2 separate regions of the Sus scrofa genome follow, and region 1 is linked to region 2. A link is a contact called in public HiChIP or PLAC-seq data. All regions are on one chromosome and are shown on one strand. The core of a region is the stretch at or near the end of the contact, and the rest is flanking DNA. Distances in the headings are between cores, read along the strand shown.

Region 1 (5,783 bases), core at 1,429-3,928, 130 kb after region 2:
AAAGGGGAATAAGAACAATCCCTCCCTCATACGGCATTGTGCAATCATCTAGGTAAAGCCCTCAGTTAGCGCCTGGTACCTAATGGTACTCAGCATATGCTTATTATTACCTTAAGGCTGCTTGAAGCCCGGGAGAGGGGACACCTAATGGAAACCTGGCTCTCTGGCCTCCTTCTGCCATGAGTGACAGGAGGGGCTCCTTCTATAGCAGAAACAACATTTCACTGGAGCCTAGAATCATGATTTACTGTTGGCGTGACTTTATGCTAATCAAATCACCTCTCTGAACCTCAGTTTCATCACCTGTAAAATGGGAAGGAGAATAATGCCTCTCTTTCTTTTCTCTTGGGTTTGAAACAAGTACTGGAAAGAAGGTACAGTTGGCCCCCCTATCCATGGATTCAGCATCCATGGATACAGAGGTCCAGCTGTACTACGTGCACAATCTTATACAAGGAACTTGAACATCCATGGAATTATATCAAGAGATGACTGCATGTGTCTCTGCTAGCACAGTGACAGACACAGGGTGGGGCAGGTGGCCAGTAAATGGCAGCTACTGTTGTTTGGTCATGATTATTTTACCATGACCTTGTAATGCCCCCTTCTCCACCCAATACTCACGGTCCTGAGGTGACAATGATGCTGCGCACTCGGTCAAAGCCCCGGTCTCCCAGGTTCAAGCACTCCCCGGAGAATTCCACCCGCCGGCCCTGGAAGTTCTCTTGCTCAAAGACCACCAGCTGCAGGAGAGACGCCCCCATGCAGAGGGGGCAAAGTGAGGGGGAAGTACCACCAAACTGGAGAGGCTCCATGCCAAATATGCTTTAAGCCTATACGTAGATAAAAGCAGGCTATGCCCAGATCACATGGGAGCTTGCCATGAGCCAAGGTCTATGACATGACCCTGTCCTGCCTTCCCTCCACTTCTGAACTTCGTATCTGTACCATCCTTAGGAACTGATGGATCTTTCTTCCAGACCTTTATCCATGCTGTTCCTCCTGCCTGGAATGCCCGCTCCATCACACAGCCCCATCCTGGAGCTCATGTCCTCTGCCTTGTTCTAGGTTCAGACATCACCTCCTCCAGGAAGTCTTCCCTGATACCATCTCCTCAGGTGAGCTTGGTCAAGTGCCCGCCCTCACTGGGCTCATCCCATCAGCAGCACAAGTAATATACTACACAGTCAGTGCTGCTTTGCTGCTGGGTCTCTCTATGCACCCCTCTCCCCTTCACTTGGCCCCTCCAAAAAAAGACCAATGGGCTGGATCCAGTTCTGTATCTCCCAGGTCCATTTCCTGCCACAGAGCTGATGCTGGTGCCAGTCTACCCACCAAACCATAGGGGAAGCCAGAAGCAGGTGCCCCTGTATAAACATGGGCTCGCTCCCTCCTCTCACTAAGCATCAAATTTTGGGTTTTACTCGCCTTTTGTCCCAAGTTGGGAAAATTTTGCCATTCACTTGAACAGAGCCAAGTGCTGGCCTTCTCTGAGCCTGTTTCCCAGCTGTAAAAGGCAGGGAGGGTCACATACCCAGGCTTTTCACTCCTACACCTATCCGCCCAAGAGAAACTCCTTGGTGTGCCCGGAAACACAGCAAAGCTAGCACCCACCCAGATGAGCATCAGGAGGGATGGTCACACTTTGAAACATCGCACAGCGACCCAAACCAATGACCACAGCAGTGCTCAACGGTATGAATGACTATTAGAAATCTCATAGGGAGTAAAAAGAAAAACAATGACATACAGTGTATTTCAGTAAGTTAAAAACAAAGTATAAACACATACCTTTACAGGAACACTGCATCAGAGTACACAAAAAAGCAAGCAAGCAGATGATGGAACGATGGACTGGCGTGAGGATGGCAGTTGCCTCCAGTAGGGGAGGAGGGTGATGGGCTCACAGGGGCGGGGTGGGGTGGGGAGTGGAGTGGTGGGGATGGGGGTGGGGGTAGAGTTGGGGGGTGGGAGGCACTTTGGATTTAGTGAATGTTTACCAAATCCTGGCTTTTCATATATAAGTGGTGGGTTTGCAGGTGCATGTTGTATTATTAAAAATTAAATAGAAATGAACCCATTAGTTAAACGACTACATAATTAAAAGCTGGCCATGTGTGGACCGCACGCGAGCGTGTCATGAACCAAGGGTGGTGCAATGACCCAGTTCTGTGTCCCCGAGGTTGAAACCCAACCTAACCCAATCCCAGGGGACTGGATGCCTTGCTTTCCAGGCGCATTTTCAGCCTGACCAACCGCTGGGAACACCTTTCAGGAGCATCTGAGGCTGTCCCTCTGCCTTAGAAAACCTGTCGGGACAGGCATTACCTACTGCTAAACCAGCCCGCTTTCTTGCTTTCTTTTCTCCTGTTTCTTGCTTGACAAACTCCCCAGCAGGTGCAAGCCGGGTGGGCAGACCGGCTGGAGAGGGCGGGGAAGAGGGGGAGGGAAAGGGAGGAGAGAGAGGAAGCACGCGGGTGGAGCCCAGTCCCTGGCCCAGGTCCGCACCTTGTAGCTCCCGGGAGGCAGGTCCCCTTTGGCAGCGGGCATTGGCTGGGCTGGAGCCTGGGCGGGGCCGGAGCCCGGGGCTGGTCCGGGGGGCGGGGCCCCCTTCCCCTTCCCATCAGGCCCTGGGTTCACCGCAGCTGTGGCCGAGGCCTTGACCGCAGGCTGAGACATGGTTCCCACCTGCAAAAATCTGTGAAGAAACCTTCGGCCTGGGTTCACTCAGGGGCGGCACCCTCAAGCTGCCTCCTGGCTCGCATCCCCCATCCCCCGGTATATTCAGGCTTTTTTGAATTCTTGTCCCCTCTTCTTCGAAAGCCTTGAGGTTTTCTGTCCCGATAGTTAAGGGTTTCCTGGCTGGGAACCACTCTTTCCGCGTTATGCCTTCTTTCGGGCTAATGACTTTGACATGCTTCCATCAGCCCTGTCCGCCCTTCTACCTTGCGTCCCCCTGCTACGTCTTTGCTTTGCCCCCTGGAGTCACTCTCCATGCTTCATACCATTTATCACACTTCTTGTGTATGTGATAAATGGGCAACTTCATTTTGCCTCAGCAGATTCATAACAAGAAGCACCATTTGGGAGAGTCCACATTCATGAACAAATGCATCTGTCCCTCACCATGAACTCATGAAGGAGCAGCTAGATTATCTCCTCTGAGCAACCTGAGGCTCAGAGAGGGGAGGTGACCTGCCCAAGTCCACACAGCTCCTAAGTGGTAGGACTCCAATGTCTTTCTATTTTTTTTTTTTCTTCTTTTCTTTCTTTTTTTTTTCTTCTTTTCTTTCTTTCTTTCTTTCTTTTTTTTTAAGAGCTGCACTGGCAGCATATGGAAGTTCCCAGGCTTCAGAGCTGTAGCTGCCGGCCTACACCATGGCCATAGTAACACGAGATCTGAGCCGTGTGTATGACCTACAGCAGCTCACAGGAATGCAGGATCCCTGAGCAAAGCCAGGGCTTGAAACCTGAGTCCTCATGGATACTAGTCGGGTTTGTTACTGCCACAGTGGCAGTGCAACGGGGACTCTGCAGGACTCCTATTTCAACTCAAGCAGACAAACCCAGCAACCAGGCTTTGCCAGATCCTTATTCTGACTTATTCATCCTTCCATCTCCAGCACCTGGCTCAGCACTGGGCACATGGAGATGCTCAACTAACATTTGTTCAAGAGATTGAATGAATGTACGTTCCTCTCTCCCATCCTGGTTAAACTGCCACCTCTGGCACTGTCTGGGGATGAGTAGGGTGGGGGGTGGGCAGACACAGGCCTGGGACTGGGGTGGAAAGGAGGACAGTTTAGTGTGGGTCCGGGTTCTAAAAGGAGGGATGTGGCTGTGTAGGCGTTGGGTGGAGAGGGCTTTGGTCAATTCCAGTGGCTCCTTGTTATCTTGGAGTCATGGACACTTTGAGTGTTGGAAGAACTCCTTGTCCTGGTCCCAAGGGGAAAAACGTCCTCTTTAATTTTGGAGACAGTTACCAGGGAGTCCAAGACCCTCTGGCAGCAGATTCCAGAACACTTTCTGTTAGGAAGAGCTGCTTGGGGCAAGCAGATCCCTGCCCTGACAAAGGCTGTTGTGACCCTGGGTTGCCTTGCCCACCATGGGCAGGCCAGACATCTGGGCCACATCCGTGGCTTCCAGGCTCTTACTTATCCCACATCCCTGGAAGTCAGTCTGTGACTCAACGTTCCCCTGGGTGGGTAGCTGGGTTCCTTCCTGGAGATGCGGTTAATTCCATCAATATCCTCTCTCTCTCAACATCCCCTCCTCATTTCTCTCCCCCCCCTCCGCCCCCGCCTTTCTTTCTTTTTTTTTTTTGAGGGGGGTGTGCCACACCTAGGCCTATGAAAGTTCCCAGGCCAGGGATTGAACCAGAGCCATCACAGCGACCTGAGCTGCTACAGTGACAACACTGGATCCTTAACCTACTGCTCCACTGGGGAACTCCCTCCCTGCCTTTATTTCTGTCTACTTCTCTCTGTGCCTACCCTTCTGCCTCCCAGTACCTCCCAGTACCTCTGCATCTCTCTCTCTCTCTGTTCTTTATCTTTCTTCTCTCTCTTTTCCTCCCTTCCTCCCTCTGCCTGTCTCTATTTTTATCTTTTCTTCTCTGTCTGCCTTTCTCCTGATAACCTGTCTCTCTGACTCCCTTCTGTCTCTGATGTCTCTGCCTCCCCTCTCCTCTCCCCTCCCCCGGGGCTCTTACAGCAGTGGGTCCCCTCTTACCTGGGGACCTGCTACTTCCTGCTGGAGGACAGGCAGGCGGGCAGGCTGGTGCATTGGGTGACTAGGGGCCGACCCCCCATTTTATAGTCTGGCAGACACCAAACCCTGTGGTCTGTGGCACAAAAGGGGAGCTGGCTCAGCAGGCCCCAGGCAGGGAGTAGGGGCCCCCCAAGCCCCAACCCAGCCAGGTTATTGCAGAGAGCAGCACTTTCCATTGTGGGCCCAGCATGCACAGCAGAAACCCTGGCCAGCAGCCACCTCGCCTGGCCTCTGCCTGGCCCCTATCCTGACGTTATGCTCTCAAACCCTGACCGGGGATGGGCCCATGGGGTCAGGGAAAGGGGGAACCCTCCGAAGGTAGGAGATCCAGGTTTGATTCCAGGCCCAGCCGCTGTGCGCTGTGTGGCTTTTGGCAAGTCTCTACCGAAAGAGACCTCCGCATCTGCAGTTACAAGTGGCACAGGTGTCCCTATGGGATATGGCAAAGAAAGGGACCACGAGCAGCTCCAAATACATTACCCTCGCCAGCTGGGTCAATTCCCAGGACAACCCCCCCCCCCTTATTTGGTCCTTTCCTTATACGCATTTGGCAGATGAGCAAAACCGGGTACAGAGAGGTCAGAGCCAGGAACCCAGGCAGGAGGGTTCAGGTGCCTCTATATTTTGTCCTCACGCTCTTGTGGCTGGCCTGACTTCCTGCTTTTAGCTCTAGTGGGAGGGATGGGGGACAGGGAATCCCTCTGTGCCCAGGTGGGCTGAACATTCAAGGCCCATGTCCTGTTCCTCTGCCCACATTTGCCCCCCCCACCCCCCAAACACATACACTTTCCTGACCTGCTTGTAGCCCCTCCCACCATTACCTGACGCCAAGGACGGAGCTGGTGGCCAAGAATATGACTGCCTGCCTCAGAGCTGCATCTGGGAAGCCCCCGGGCCAGCATTTCTTGTTACCATGCGGCTCTGGCACCAGCTAGGTCCTGGCACAGGACATGTCCTTAACCAGTCTGGAAGGACTAGGTGGTCACTTGAAGGGAGCTCGATGGAAAGCGAGG
Region 2 (5,771 bases), core at 576-3,075:
GGGCACGATCTCTGGAAATAGTCCGTTTACCAGGAATTCATTTAACACATATTTGCCAAGGGCCTGTGGTGTGTGCTACATTTGCCAGGCCAGCCTTGGGTCGTGGCGAGCAAAGGAGACGGGAAACGTAGTCTTCACTCAGGATGGTGAGTCTATGACAGGAAAAGTGGGGGTGTCTGAGAGTTTCCAAAGAGGCACCACACCCCTCTCTGCCTGTCAAAACCTCACTGGTCCTTTAATGCGATCCCTCATCCAACTTCTGATCCCCTTCCAGCACCCCCACCCCAGAAGCTCTCTTCTCAATTTCCATAACCCTCTACTCTTCCCTGAAGACTCAGGGTCTACTCAGGGGTATAATTACCTCTTTCAGACCACAAAGCAAACTCCCCAGGCAGGACCTGGGATTTAACTCTCAATCTATGAAAGCACACGTCAGGCCAGAGCATATGACTGCTCTGTCTCACCTGCTCTTCTCCCCTGGACCATGCCCTCCCCCTACCACCCTCCTTGGCTCCCACCTTATCTTCCTGATGACAGGCACTAACTGTTTCTAGCAGAGCCCACTTAAGAATCTTGAGTCCTAAGCCCAGTGTGCAACTGGCCTCAGGGTAACTGCAGATCAAAGAGCCTCAAAAATGTTTCAAGCCCAACTCAGAAACCACTGCTGGGTGGTGCACATTTTGTAACGTATAGAAATATCAAATCACTGATTTGGGCATCAGGAACTAACATAGCTTTATAGGTCAATTGTACCTCAAACAAACAAACTTAGAAAAAGAGATCCGATTATTTGAACTTATCAGAGGCAGGGGGTAGGGGAAGGCAGAATCGGACGAAGGCAATCAGAAGGTACAGTCTTTTAGTTAGAAAGGGTGAAAGCGCCCCCACTCTTCACGGCTCACAAAACAACTTGCGTGTCATTTCAAACTGCACACATATAATCCGTCACTACATCCTGCCCATTCTATTGAAACCAAGCCTCTCTCTTTCATCTCCCTGATTAATGTTTGCTGAACCAAATTATGACAGGATTAGCCCACTTGGGTTTGAGAAGGGAACTGAGTTTCGGGCAGACGTTGTGTAATACCCTTCAAGAGCCAGTCTGGCCAAACCCCTTCTCCTGGGGTAATTCTGCACTGCAACCGTTTCTTGTCTCTCAAAAGTGAAGAGTCCTGTGCCCACAGTATTATCAAAGCCCGCTGTAGGATCCAGCCACAGCTGTCTTTTCTACAATCTACCAGCCATGCTGGACTCATCCAAACCCTGCAAGAGGCTCATGTGGTTACAACACATCAGCTTTGAAGAGAAATGGCCCCACACTTGATTTCGCTGCTCTGAGGAAAAAGAATCTTCCCCTCCCCTGCACTTAATAAGATCAAGGGGCTACTTAAAAAAAAAAAAAAAAAAAAAAAAAAAAGTCAGGGAAATCTGCCTGAGAATTTTCAGTTACACCCAAATATCCATTCAGCAGTCTTTCAGGAACTAGAGCACCGAGGGCCTTGCTACTCACCAGGAGGCTGACTTTGTCTCTGGTAAAGTGGAGGTGGCCATTTATTCTCCGGTGGCCTTCATTCTCTTTATCTGGGTTTTCTTGTCCAGTCTAGCTTCTTTCTCCCCAGTAGTGACAGTTCCTGTGTCCCCAATCCAGCAAATCCAGACGTGGGAAGCTTTAAGTATTTCCAGTCACAACGGTCACCTGTTTAGTTTTCACTCAGCATGAAAATACTGCTTCCCTTCCTTGTAGGCCCTTCAGTCCCATTAATACCTCCACGCCTCTCAGAACTCTGGGAAGGAATATAATAAAGCAAGAGAATTCTACCAGAAAAGTCAAATCCACCAATCGGATTCAAATCCATCAGCTCTCTGCCCTCTGCAGAACAACCCCTTCAGAGAGTTTCTCGCCCAGGAAGGCTGACAGAGGAGATGCATGCTGAGGGCAGTGCTCTAAAGCAACCTCTAGCTTGTCTGGTTCAAAGCCATTCTGAAGGTTGTTTTTAAAAAGTGTTGAAGCTTCCCGTTTAAACATCCGTGTCTTGGCCCTAAAATAAACACAAGGAATAGATTATTTCAGAATCCCATGAGTGAGCATGTGACCCAGCAGGGTGAAGCAAATGCTTTTCTTCAAAAGAGCTTTCCAGAAAGTTGAAAAGTATGTTTCAAAATACAAAAGAGAGGGGAGCAGGCCTTCCGAGTAAGTCCTGTAGCTACTTGAGCAGTATGTCACACAAAAGATAAGTAACTGGTGTGAAAAAGCTCTGGGTATAAAGGACAGTTATACAAATAAGGTGGTTGCTGTAGTAATAATGGGACTCAAATTAAGGAACTGTCATCTTGACAGCCCCCAAAATAATCTGAACATGTAGAATCCCAGAGCTGAGCAAGTTTCTAAAAGACAATAAAGAGAAAATTTACCAAGTGGCTTTCAGACTCCCACAAGAGGCAAGAGAACTCAAAGCATCATGAAATTTCAGACTCATAAGGCACACTGCCATCTCTTACTCTAATCTTTCTCTCTTGGACTCCTCTTCAAAAACTACCTTGCCAGTCTCTGGCTTACTCCCTCCAGAGACAGGCAGTTCACAGTATTAAATCTATCCTCCCACCAAGCTGAAATTGCACACACATCCCCCCACTAACCTCCACACACTGGTCTGGAAAACACTTTCCAGGAAAACAAGGTCTAATCTTTCCACAAGACAACCCTCTGGTCACTTCAAAACTGTGTCCCTTCTATCACTTTCTCCAAGCTTAATCTCCCCAGCGTCAAGGTTTCAAATGCTTTTTCACCATCTGTCATCTTCCTAGGAACACAATAGGAGTTTTTTGGTAGGTTAAGGATCCGGCATTGCCATGAGCTGTGGAGTAGGTCACAGACGTGGCTGGGATCTGTTTCTGTGGCTGAGGTGTAGGCTGGCAACTGTAGGTCTGATTGGACCCCCAGCCTGGGAACCTCCATGTGCCGCGAGTGCGGCCCTAAAAAAAAAAGGCAAAAAAAACCTCCTTTGGTAGAGAGAAGACCCTAGGGAGGACATCACTGTATTTTGATGGCTGTAAGCTCTCTATGCCTTGGGGTGGGCCTCCACAGGGACACAATCATGGTACCTTGAAGCATATTCCGATGCCTGTGGAGGCGGCATCTAAGCCCGCTGATCCAAGGACTGCAGCCTGAAACCTCCATCCCTTGTTGTCAGAGTACTGGGTCCTACACTGCCAAGTTCCTCTCGCTTATTTTTGAAAGGTCCAGAAGTTGGTAATGGTCCTGGGATAGGGCAGGTATTGGGATGTGGCCAGAGAAGCTCTGACTTGGGCAGTAGCAGTAGGAAAGACCGGGAGAGTCAAGGCGTGGCCTGCAAAGCTTAGGGGATGGTGGGGATGGTGTAGGAAATGGCCCCAGTAGGCCAGCAGAGCAGGAAACGGAGCGCTAATGACTGCGAAGGTCCAAGAAGCGATCGGCAACCACCGACTGCACTGGGAAGTGTCTGGCCTCAGCTCCATAAGGCTGGAATTGGTGGGCAAAGGCTCGGGGCCAGAGGGTGTCAATTGGTCCCCGGTCACAGCGCGGAGGGGCCTCCCTTCGGTGTCCCCGCGCCGCCCGGCACCGCCCACCCGCCGGAGTAGCCAGGCAGCCCGGGAATCGGGGTTAGGGACCAGGGACCCGGGACCCGGAGGCTTCAGAGACTCCTGCTCGGTACCTACGCGCGCCGTGGTGAAGTCCCAGGGTCACGAGCCACCTGCGCCCACCACCCGCTAAAGTTCCCGCGGAGCTGGCGCGCGCTGATGACGTAGGGCCAAGCGCGCCGCTGGAGTCAGAGCCAATGGCGGCGGCGGCGGCGGCTCTGGAATCCTGGCAGGAGGCATCTCCCCGGAGAAGGCGCTCCGCAACTCGGCGTCCGCGGCGGAGAGTAGCGGCGGCTGTAGCCCGAAGCCTAAGAGCGGATCCAGAGGTGGACAGCGGAGTCGTGCTTCGTCGCATCCGGGAGGCCGGGTGAGTACGAGCTCGGTCCTGGGTCCGAACCTTCACGCCTTTGGAGCCCTCCCCAAGTCCCAGTCTGAGGATTGTGGTAGGATTTAACGGAGGTGGAGTTCTTTACAGACTGAAGCATACATAGTAAGCGCTCAATAGTTTGTCATTCCTCTTAGTGCAATTGCAGCTGCGTGCCTTCGGGCAAGGTATGCAAGCTTTGTGCCTCAGTTTTCTCATCTGTGAGATGGGCAAGAAAATAGTACCTATATAGGCTTGTTTTGAGGATTCAGTAAACTAGTGAATCATTCCCAACAGTATCTGGCGCGTGGTAAAAGCAGTGCCAGCGTTTGGTATTAATATTGTGCCAATATTGGTTATTAGTGGTTCAGGGTCAGGCAACCTGAACACCTGATTTTCATCTTCTTGATAATGATCATTCGTTAATTGAGGAGCTACTGTGTGCCTGGCACTGGCTTAAGTAAGTCCTCTGGACACTTTATATGAGCAGCTCAGCGATGGGAGGATCCTGGTGGGGAGCCCAGTCTCAAAGACTCATAGATAACCAGATTTCAAACCCATGTCTTTGGTAACTCCAAAGTTTGTGCTTTAAAGCTCTGCCTTATTCTGGTTTATCCCACTCTTCCACCGCTCCATTTCTTGCTGTGCACCTTAGGTAGTATTGGGGAGGAAAAATTTTTCTTCTACCCTCCTAGGTTCTTTTGGCTGGCCTAATAATCAGACTGACCCAAAACAGATTAACAGGAGGGAAAAACTAATTAGGAATGTACAGGAATCCCATAATAATATTACACTTCAAAAGTGGCCTAAGCAGGTGGCTTTTATACTTTTTAGACAAAGGAACAATTGTCTGTGACAAAATAAAGGAGCTTCGTCTTGGGGTAGCAAATTAATGAACCAAGGGAATTTTTTGTATACTTGAATTATCATATGAAGGATATTTTCATATGGGAGATTTATTTCCAGCTTTCAGGGGAGCAAAGGATAGTCACCTGTTTCTTGCACTGGATATTTTACTTCTCAAGTAACTATAATTCCAAATAATCAACATGCCAGAGTGCATATTTGGGGACAGCCTGCCCCAAATCCCATCAATAGCACACTTAGAACAGTGCTTGACACCAAGGAAGCACTCAGTAAATTTTAACTACTTTAGTTATTCAGCATTATTGTCTTTATTTGCAGTCCTTTAAGGACTCGATAAATAACAGAATTTGTTAATGCCTTTTCATATCGACAGCTGAAGGACCATCACAACTGAGAAAAATCTAGACTAATTTTATGTGTGTCCCCACCCCCACTCCCCTAGATAGGGCAGAGAGCCAGGGGTGACTAAGCCTGAGAAAAAAGCAGCAGCACCTTCTTCTAGGATACCAGGAGATGCCAATGAGAATGAGTGTGCTTAGGAGCTGGGAGATCTCTTAAGGCACATTCCATGTACCCTGATGTTGTTATTCCTCCTCAGCTGCTTCAGTATCCCCCAGGATTTCCCTACTTCTCCATGTACCTCAGGTGTGGTGCAGTCCCCACTCCCTGAGTAGAGTGCGGTACTTTACAGGCCGTTTCCTGTGCACTCACTCACCAGGTTACAAAGCACTCTCTGCACATTACAGCCCCCCTTTACGGTCTCTGTGCAACATGAGGCAGCGGCTTCAGTTCTGTCTCCTCTCTGAGCCCCCTGGACACTGGCTTGTCAGTTCAAGTCCAGTTGATTTGGTTTTTTACAGATTTTTTTTTCTTGTGATAATAGCTTAAGATTTCACTTAGCAACTTTCAAATATGCAGTATA

What was found. HiChIP or PLAC-seq counts read pairs in DNA pulled down with a chosen protein or histone mark.
Region 1: a contact with region 2 is called in an H3K27ac HiChIP or PLAC-seq map of alveolar macrophages. The contact joins the promoter of CRYBB1 here to the promoter of HPS4 in region 2. A contact is called at or near these places in 1 of 5 promoter capture datasets (fetal skeletal muscle) and 1 of 2 datasets of contacts at active chromatin or transcription factors (alveolar macrophages).

Annotation. Positions count from the first base shown.
Region 1 is chr14:44,203,379-44,209,161 of Sscrofa11.1, forward strand. CRYBB1 (crystallin beta B1) reads right to left here and starts at 2,679. Exons shown (of 5, transcript NM_001078681.1): 1 at 2,509-2,679; 2 at 625-743. The coding sequence starts at 2,679.
Region 2 is chr14:44,069,852-44,075,622 of Sscrofa11.1, forward strand. It overlaps HPS4 (HPS4, biogenesis of lysosomal organelles complex 3 subunit 2), which reads right to left and starts at 1,826. Exons shown (of 13, transcript NM_001098589.1): 1 at 1,511-1,826. The coding sequence starts at 1,551. It overlaps SRRD (SRR1-like protein), which reads left to right and starts at 3,711. Exons shown (of 8, transcript XM_005670776.3): 1 at 3,711-3,985. The coding sequence starts at 3,816.